Regions from separate parts of the Ovis aries genome. Here region 1 is linked to region 2. Evidence: chromatin contacts called from public Hi-C data. All regions are on one chromosome and are shown on one strand. The core of a region is the stretch at or near the end of the contact, and the rest is flanking DNA. Distances in the headings are between cores, read along the strand shown.

Region 1 (4,200 bases), core at 699-3,198, 150 kb after region 2:
TAATGACGTCTACCTGTGAGACAGGTGGGGCTGGAGCTAGTTCACACACTAGGAACAGAGCCTGACACACAGTAAGAGCTGCATAGACGTATTTCCTACCATTCCCATTGCCATCACTGTCACATTTTGGGGGGCCAGGCTGCTCGTAATTGAAGTTTGCCACCTTTTCAAGGGGAGTGTCACACAGCCTCCAGGATTAGGCGGTCTGTATTTGTAGAAGTTTAGAGATAGTGGTTGGAGGTGTCACCTGAGATTCTTAGCAGAGATAGTCCTTCCCCTGCTGGGTTCCAGGCCTGACACATCCGCCCAGGCCCAGGGCTCAGGACTTCGCCTCCGTTCCAGTGCCCTTGGCCCTTGCCACCAGACACACTTCTCTGCTACCTTCTGGGGACCAGCTCTGGGCTGGCAGCTCTGGGACACAGGCCCTGCTTTCCTCGCCAGAAAAGGCACCCGGATTGCAGTGCAGGGATGTCTGGCTTGGGTGCAGCTGTCTGTGCTCATGGACCAAGCCAGGGACCCAGAGATGGACTCTTGCGTCAGATCGGAGCAGCTCTCCGTCCAGCCCAGGGTCGAAGGAGACCTTCACCCATCGTGAGGCCTGGAAGAACCCTCCCCTGCTTGCCCCCCTCCCCTCGCCCCGCTGAGTCTTCCCCCACCCCCTCAGCAGTCTCTGCCCTCCACGACCTCTGCATCCTCCCACCCGCCGACCCCTGCAGACCCTCCGGGCCCTCGGTGCGTGCCCTCAGACTCGGAGAAACCCGGGTTCAGCCACCGAACGTCCTTGTGTCTGCTGCTTTCTTTTTGCGCACCTCAAGTCCCCGGGCCCCTGGCTCCTGCACCTCGGCCCCATTCCACTTAACCTGGGGCGGTGTGTGTGTGTGTGTGTGTGTGTGTGTGTGTGTGTGGCAGCGGGGATAAGAGCGCTCTGCACCCACTTTCCTCCCAGCCCTCCCAGCCTCCAACGGTCTTGCTGCCAGCTCACTCATCATCAGACCAGACCAGCGCCCTCTGCTGTCCCCGCCCCCAGGTCTCAAATTCGCACGTGGGTCTCCTGTGGAAGGGGCCACGGGTGCCCCTTCGCCCTTCGCGCGCTGTCCGACCCAACACAGTGCCCTGAGTTCCCAGGTGGACCCCTCCTGCCTTCTCCCAATCTGAGCAGCCCGCTCTGTCCTAACGCTGCCCGGACCCGGTCGGGCCCCACCAGCTCTGGACCCCGTCAGTGCGCCCCCTATCGCCTTCACCCCGAGATTTGGATGCGTGCGCCACGAAACTCTCCAGACAGGGAGGGTCCCGATCTGGAGAGTCTAGCCCTCTCGCCCCGAACCCTGGGCTCATGGCGCCGCGCTGCGCATCTCTCTCGCCCGAGCCGGGGTCTTTGCATTGGGGTCCATCCAGCCCAGGACGCTGGTCTCCACCCTGCAACGCGCGCCCACAGTCGTCCGCGCGTCCGTGCCTTCCACTTTATTTCGGAGAAGTGCTCCCGGCGGTGCCCTGATCGGAGCCGGGCCGTGCCCTTTCGCCCGTGCCCTTGCGCTCCGCTAAGCCAGAGCCCCCGCTCCCGGGCCGCCCAGACGCTCCCCTCACCCGGATCAGCGAATCCAGCGCCGGGCCATCCAAACACGTGAAGTTCCGCAGCAGCGCCCACTTGTCGCGCTGGAATCTCTTGCTGGAATCGTGCGCCGCGGGGCTCTCCAGCAACCAAAACACGCAGGTGCCCAGGACCAGGTAAGTCAGGTAGGCGAGCAGCAGGAGCAATGTGCTCGGCACCGGCACCGCGCAGCCCGGGACCCCGCGCTCGCTCGCATCCCAGGCTCTCCCTCCGCACTTAGCGGGAGAGGCGGAGTGGCGGGAGTCGGGAGCCATGGACCCGGACCGAGGCGCAGAGGAAGGGCTAGGGAGGAGCTCGGCTGGTCTCTTCTCTGGCCAACGCGCGCCTCTGCCCCGTTTTCTCAGCAGAGGAGGTGTGTGCTGCGGAATGGGACAGCTCTGCCCCACCCCGCACTGGGATCCAATCCCGGGACAAAAAGAGGGTAAGCTGTGGGCATCTGGCCCCGCCTCGAATGCGTGTGGCGTGCCCACCCCCCAGGCACGCCTAGCTCAGGGAGAAGGGGAGGGCCGCTGGTGACCGCAGGCGCTGGGAAAGACCTGCCCAGGGCCTCCCCGAGTGCTGTCTGTAGCAAACGGTGGGAGGAACTCTTGCAGACCGCACTCAGGGGGAGGAGAAAGCGGCAGGCAAGTTTATTTCCCTGAGGCCCTGGGATCATCACCAAGGGCCCGCTGCCTGTCAAGCCCTCTCTGGATCTCTCCCATCACCATCCTTGCCTTATATACCCAAGGATTTGAGATCCCAGCAATCTATCGCCAATTGCTCGTGAACTTGGGAGGCAAGAGGAGTCTCTGCCAGTGGGCTTGTCCATTCCCTGCTTCTGAAGATGCCCCCTTCCCCATTCCCTCCTCCACCCGGGATGGAGGAAGGATTCAATATAAAGAGTCCTGGGGGTTCCCAGTTTCTCAGGCTTCTCCTCCATGCCAGCAAGTCCTGGGTGTAGCCCGGGTCTCTTGCTGCTGTAGATCCTTCCCTGGGTGTCCCACCCAGAGCCTCCTCGGCTTCTCGGTCTAACCTCAGTCCTGTCCAGAGGTCCCCAGTCTGTCTTGCTGAGAGAGGTTTGCAGTCCTTGGTGAGTTTGGGCCTTTTGTAATGTGCGTGTGTGCTAATTCACTTCAGTCGTGTCCAACTCTTTGTGGCCCTATGGACTGTATGTAGCCTGCCAGGCTCCACTGTCCCTGGAATTCTCCAGGCAAGACTACTGGAGTGGGTTGCCATGTCCTCCTCCAGGGGATCTTCCTGACCCAGGGACTGAATCCATGTCTCTTAACATCTACCTGCAGTGGCAGGTGGGTTCTTCACCACTACTGCGCCCACCAGGGAAGCCCCTGGCTTGGGACGGACTGGTATAAATCTCTTCTCCTTCTGGCCAGAGGTGTCACAGTCGGGCAGGAGAGAGGCCAGGCTGCATGAGGTATTCCCAGAGGAGGCTGGGCCTCCTCACAGCTCGTTTCCTGGAAATCTCCTGGGATCAGCTGGGCTGGTGTTTTCCCAGGGAGGGTTTGGAAGGGCTTGTAAGAGCCCAGAAGGGGTAATGAGATCAAAGGGTGCCATGAGGCAGTCAAGGGAGGCCATACTCAGGAAAGTGGGCGGGACGCCCAGGAGTGCTGAAGCCTTGTTCACGGACAGCTCTAGACCTCTAGGCAAGGGGAACTGGCAGACCTAGAGGCAGCCAGCCCACCCCTCTAGCTGGAGCTTCCTGAAGGCAGGCATCCTCTTTGCATGATGATGGCTCCAGAGTCCCTGCCTGGGCCAGTGGGTCCCATGGGTGTGCGTCATATCCTGGTCTGCCCGTGCCATGAGGTTTTGGTTGCCTCTCTGCTTGTCTAGTCCTTCCACCTGGGGGGCAGGAGCGTCACTGCTGCTGCCCTGGAGCCTGGCCCGGCGCCTGACACACACTGGGGGCCTGATGATGCCTCACACACGTATCAAATGAGGCACAGATACAGCCTCAGATACAGCCTTTGTTTGCTGTCCTGTATGAGATCTTCTGGGGTAGGGGGTGGGGGCAGTTCAGGAAGTGCGATGGAGATTTGGTCATAATGATCCATGTCTGGATTCAACTTTTTTGGGTCATTTTAATTTTTTTAATTTTTTGGCCATGCTGCACAGCATGTGGGATCTTGGTTCCCCAACCAGGGATCAAACCCACACCCATTGGAAGAGTGGAGCCTTAACCGCTGGACCACCAGGGACGTCCCCGCAGGTGGAGGGGCTTGGGAATCACAGCACACATCCGTCTCCCGTTCTGTCTCCTTTCTGTCACTTTCTTGAGCCCTCCTGTCTCCTTTCTCTCTCTGGAGAGCTCCTGAGACCAGTTCTGGCTGGGAAGTGAGTGGGCTGGCTGAGGAGGAGGTGTGGCAGGAAATCCAGGGGGCCTCTGGGGTGGACAAAGGATGCTGTGAGGGGCTTCTGCGGCCACGGTTTGGGGGCAGGGCTCATGCAGAGATGGGAATCTTCTGAGGTCTAGGGAGCCCACTGGTCTCGGGGGCTCCCCCTTCCTTGAGACCAAGGCCTCTGCCGAGCAGCCAGAGCTGGGAGCACCGGTGCAGAAGCAGGGGGCCCAGTGGGAGGACCAGCGCCAGCCACGCCAG
Region 2 (4,333 bases), core at 340-2,839:
ACCACAGCTAGAGAAAGCCTGCACACAGCAACAGACCCAGCGCAAGGAAAAATAAATAAAAATAAAACACAACCAACCAACAAAAACACCCTGCGTATCCAGCACACAGCTGGGTGTGATGTAGAGAATTGTTAATTTCAGAGAGCAGAACATTGAATGAATGAGGACTCCCTGCTGTGGGGCTTTACAGCTTTCTGGTTCATTTTAAGTTTATTCCCTGGTGACTCAGATGGTTAAGAGTCTGCCTGCAATATGGGAGACCGAGATTCATTCCTTGAGTCAGGAAGATCCCCTGGAGAAGGGAATGGCAACCCACTCCAGTATTCTTGCATGGACAGAGGAGCCTGGTGGGATCGTAAAAAGTGGAACATGACTGATTGACTAACAGTACTTTTATCGCTAGCCATTGCAAATCCTCTTTGGCAGAGGGCTAGGTTTAAAAGACAAAATTAATGAGTCAGATGGAAGCAAGGGGTTCCAACAGAGCAGAAACCCCCTGGCCAGCCTGCTTTATTACCCAGGATGGGGCCTCCAGAAGAATGACCCCTCCCCTATGAGAAATCTCTCACTTCACGTCTCTGCATCCCACCTGCACCCTGCTGTTCGGCTGTGGCTCTATGCCCTCTCCAGGCACCCAAAGTCAATTTGATTCAATACTTATCATTGTTTGTTGTCTCTCATTCAGGCTGCTGGTTCTTTGATTGTAAAACCACCCACCACCCCTTATAGGGTCAGGGGCTGGGATAGAGAAGTTCATTAGCTTTCATGGCTGCAGTGGTATTTTATGTCAATGCAGCAAGTGGATCAACCCACGCACACTCCAGCCTCTCCACGCTGCGTGGCTGACTGCAGGTGCTGAGCGTATTGATTTCATCTATAATGACATGATGGTTGCTCACTGGAGTGGGACATGGATTAATAAATACCTTGGCTGCCAGTGGGAGGGAAAGGATCATCGTCAAAGGCAGGCGAAGTGTACCCTCGAGATCAAGAGGGTACACTCTGTGGAAAAGGTCTCACCAGGTCACATCTCTGTTCTGCAATGCCTTAACCCCATCCCTCCCCCGGATGCTCATATTCTTAAAATAGATGGAGTGGATAGATGGGTGGATGGATGGATGGAGCTACTTTAGTTAAATCTGACAACTGCTAGTATTAGTGCTCAAAGCAAAAAGGCCCTCACAGATCCTTGAGTCCAACACGCTCATTATACAGGTGAAGAATTTGAAACTCAGAGAGAAAGACCAAATCTGAGTTTCTGGACTTCTAAGTAGGTGTCCAGGACGGTAATATACTTCATGCCAGCAAGCAGCAACTATACACTAGGGGAAGGGCTGCTTCTGACCCATATGGTACCCTTTTGCATTTCCTCCCTGTGGTCGACAAGCTCTGCTCCAGGGTGCATGGCTTGGCAAAGCAGAGTGGCAGATGGAGTTCAGCCCCGCTGGCTCCTAGCCTGGGCACCCTTGTCCGGCATGATTCTCACTGGCGACTCTCGCTAAGGAAATGCAAAGCTGGTCCCTGAGGACACAGCCTGAGCCTTATTTACCTCTGTAAATCCTGCCTCATCCAGAGCTGTGTCTGTCCCAGGATGGGAGGAAGACAGATGTTTACACAAGGAAAGAAAGGGTGGGGGGAAAAGGTGCAATACAGATATCCTTGGGAGCCTCACATGTGAAACTTCGTGAAGGAGCAAAACAATCAAAACCCAAACCACCAATGGCTAGGTCTAGCATGGGAAAATAAAGCAAAGTGAAAGTCCAATTAGTTTGAAGTTTAAACAATATTAAAGTCCAGAGAAAAGCAGAGAGCCCTGCTGACATTATGGAGAGGGGCCAGGCAATTTTATTAGGGAAAACAGATAAGTTTGTGAGTTGCCAAATAAAGAAGCAATCACAGAGATAAAGCAGGCGCTTTCCCCAAGCGGAAAGCAGAACTAAATCATTTATCAACTTCCTGTGCAGAGCTCAGGCACCTGATCTGGAGACAAATAAGGGGATTGGAAAAAAAAAAAAAATTGTTGTTATCTTGAATGGCCTGATTCCTTTGCCTCAAGCTAATTCCGGTTAATCTATCCCCTTCCCCCACCCCTGGCCCCCACTGCTATAAAATTCTTCCTTTCTTCTATAAACCTGGAAGTTTGAACCCCTCTTTACTCTTCACCGTGGGTGGTGGAAAGGAGGGGGTGGGGTGGGAGAGTCAAGAGCAGAGAGTTGGAGAAGAGGGAGTGGGATCAAATCTTTATGCTGAGCAGTTCAATAGCATCTTGTTTCTCTGTCTCATTTATTTAGACAAGTCCCTGTCCTCCTTTTAAGATCATCTTAGAGACTACCCTGGTGGTCTAGTGGCTAAGCCTCTGCCTGCCAATGCAGGCAACGTGAGTTCAATCCCTGGTCCGGGAAGAGTCCACGTGCCACAGAGCAGCTAAGCCCAGGAACCTCAGCTACTGAGCCCTCTCACCCTGGAGCCGGTCCTCCTCAGCAGCAGGAGAAGCCACTGCAACGAGAAGCCTCTGCACTGCAACGAAGAGCAGCCCCAGCTCGCCACAACTAGAGGAAGCCTGCTCGCAGTAACAAGGACCCAGTGCAGCCGAAAATAATAAATCAATAAATTAAATTAAAAACACATAGAGAGGTTGCCTTGGCCTATGTCACCCCAGAGAATGGGTGCTGTAATCTTTCTGGAGTCACAGATCTTGCTGAAAATCTGGTCAAACGATATGGAGCCCCTCTTCAGAAAAGACACACGTATGCATGTACTTACACCCTTTGTCAAACAATTTCAAAGGATTTATGCATCCCCTGAAGCCCTAACTTGGATCCCAAGTTTAAAACACCTGTTTTAGAGCTTGGAAGGGAAGTCATCTTAGACAGAACCCTAAACACTTAAATGATAGAGAGTACTGCTGTCCGTTTTGCATTTTAATGAGTTTGCAGACCTCCATTGCGTTATGAGGAACAGCTTGGAAATGGCCTATCTCGGAAGCTTTAGTGGGAGTCCTGCTAGCTGAGACCTTGGGGAGAAGGGGAGACACTGGCAGGGAAGCACTAGCACAATCTTTGTCAGGATGTTTTGGCATTCAAGAGGGTACATCTTTGTGGAAGTTTAGCCTGTAATTTATCACTATTGCCATAACGTGGTAGTGCGGTAGTCATATGGCTCTTCTTCCGGTCAGCTTGGGTGTACATATTTCTGGGTTCCGAAATGAAATCAGTAATTTTCCATTCAACTTTTTTGATAACTCAAGAATAAATACAGAGAGTCAAACGCTCACTTCTCAAGTGCCTACTGCTGTTCTGGGTATTGGTGGTACAAAGACAAAGAAGACACATTAGGGTCTTTACCTTTTACTCTTTTACTTCCTGCAGCAAAACTGACTATCCTGGGGCTAGATTCTCATTCCTGAAACTCTTTTGACCATTTTTCCTTTCAGAGTCAATTAGCGATTACTTATACGGTTTTTCCAGTAGTCATGTATGGATGTGAGAGTTGGACTATAAAGAAAGCTGAGCGCAGAAGAATTGATGCTTTTGAACTGTGGTGTTGGAGAAGACTCTTGAGAGTCCCTTGGACTGCAAGGAGATCCAACCAGTCCATCCTAAAGGAAATCAGTCCTGGGTGTTCATTGGAAGGACTGATGTTGAAACTGAAACTCTCATATTTTGGCCACCTGATGTGAAGAGCTGACTCATTTGAAAAGACCCTGATGTTGGGAAAGATTGAAGGCAAGAGGAGAAGGGGACGACAGAGGATGAGATGGTTAGATGGCATCACCAACTCAATGGACATGAGTTTAGGTAAACTCCAGGAGTTGGTGATGGACAGGAAGGCCAGGTGTGCTGTGGTTCATGGGGTTGCAAAGAGTTGGACACGACTGAGCGACTGAACTGAACTGAACTATATTACCTTTCTCTTTAATTTCACAAAATCTTCTGTATTTATGCCTGGCATTTTTTTCTCCCTGAGTTTCTTAAACTCTGAGACAGTATAGTCTCTTTTATCTGAATAACAAAACAAGAATTATTTACTAAGCCAGCTAACTATTACACAGGTAAAGAAAGAAACATTACTAGTCACCAAGGAGTTCACTAAGCTCTCTTCATGACCCAAAAGTGGTGTTCCTAGATGCCCTCTGCCCACCCACCTCTAACACACACACACACACACACACACACACACAATCATTCTCTTTAATTTCATGAAATCTTTTTGGGCTATGACTGGCATTTTTCTCTTGAAGGAAGCTTTGCCTGATTATCTCTCAGAGTATTTATCTTTCCTTTTTTGAAATCCCAAGTCCTTATGACCTGGCATATATCATAAACCACCTAGC

The links. Hi-C and Micro-C count contacts between places; a contact is called where the count stands out from the background.
Region 1: a contact with region 2 is called in a Hi-C map of liver, with 6 times the contacts expected there. The contact joins the promoter of KCNK17 here to the enhancer-like site in region 2. A contact is called at or near these places in 12 of 16 Hi-C or Micro-C datasets (blood, hypothalamus, liver and 6 more).

Annotation. Positions count from the first base shown.
Region 1 is chr20:13,185,433-13,189,632 of ARS-UI_Ramb_v3.0, forward strand. It overlaps KCNK17 (potassium two pore domain channel subfamily K member 17), which reads right to left and starts at 1,949. Exons shown (of 5, transcript XM_027958491.3): 1 at 1,585-1,949. The coding sequence starts at 1,863. KCNK16 (potassium two pore domain channel subfamily K member 16) reads right to left here. Exons shown (of 5, transcript XM_004019206.6): 5 at 3,665-4,200. The coding sequence ends at 4,045.
Region 2 is chr20:13,033,557-13,037,889 of ARS-UI_Ramb_v3.0, forward strand. No RefSeq gene overlaps it. Among named protein-coding and RNA genes, the nearest start is that of SAYSD1, 45 kb to the left of the region's middle. Within about 2 kb of position 1,590, at least 4 of the 54 cell types and tissues checked have an H3K27ac peak or open chromatin away from gene starts, as enhancers often do. A contact at or near this core is called in liver, where this site is marked.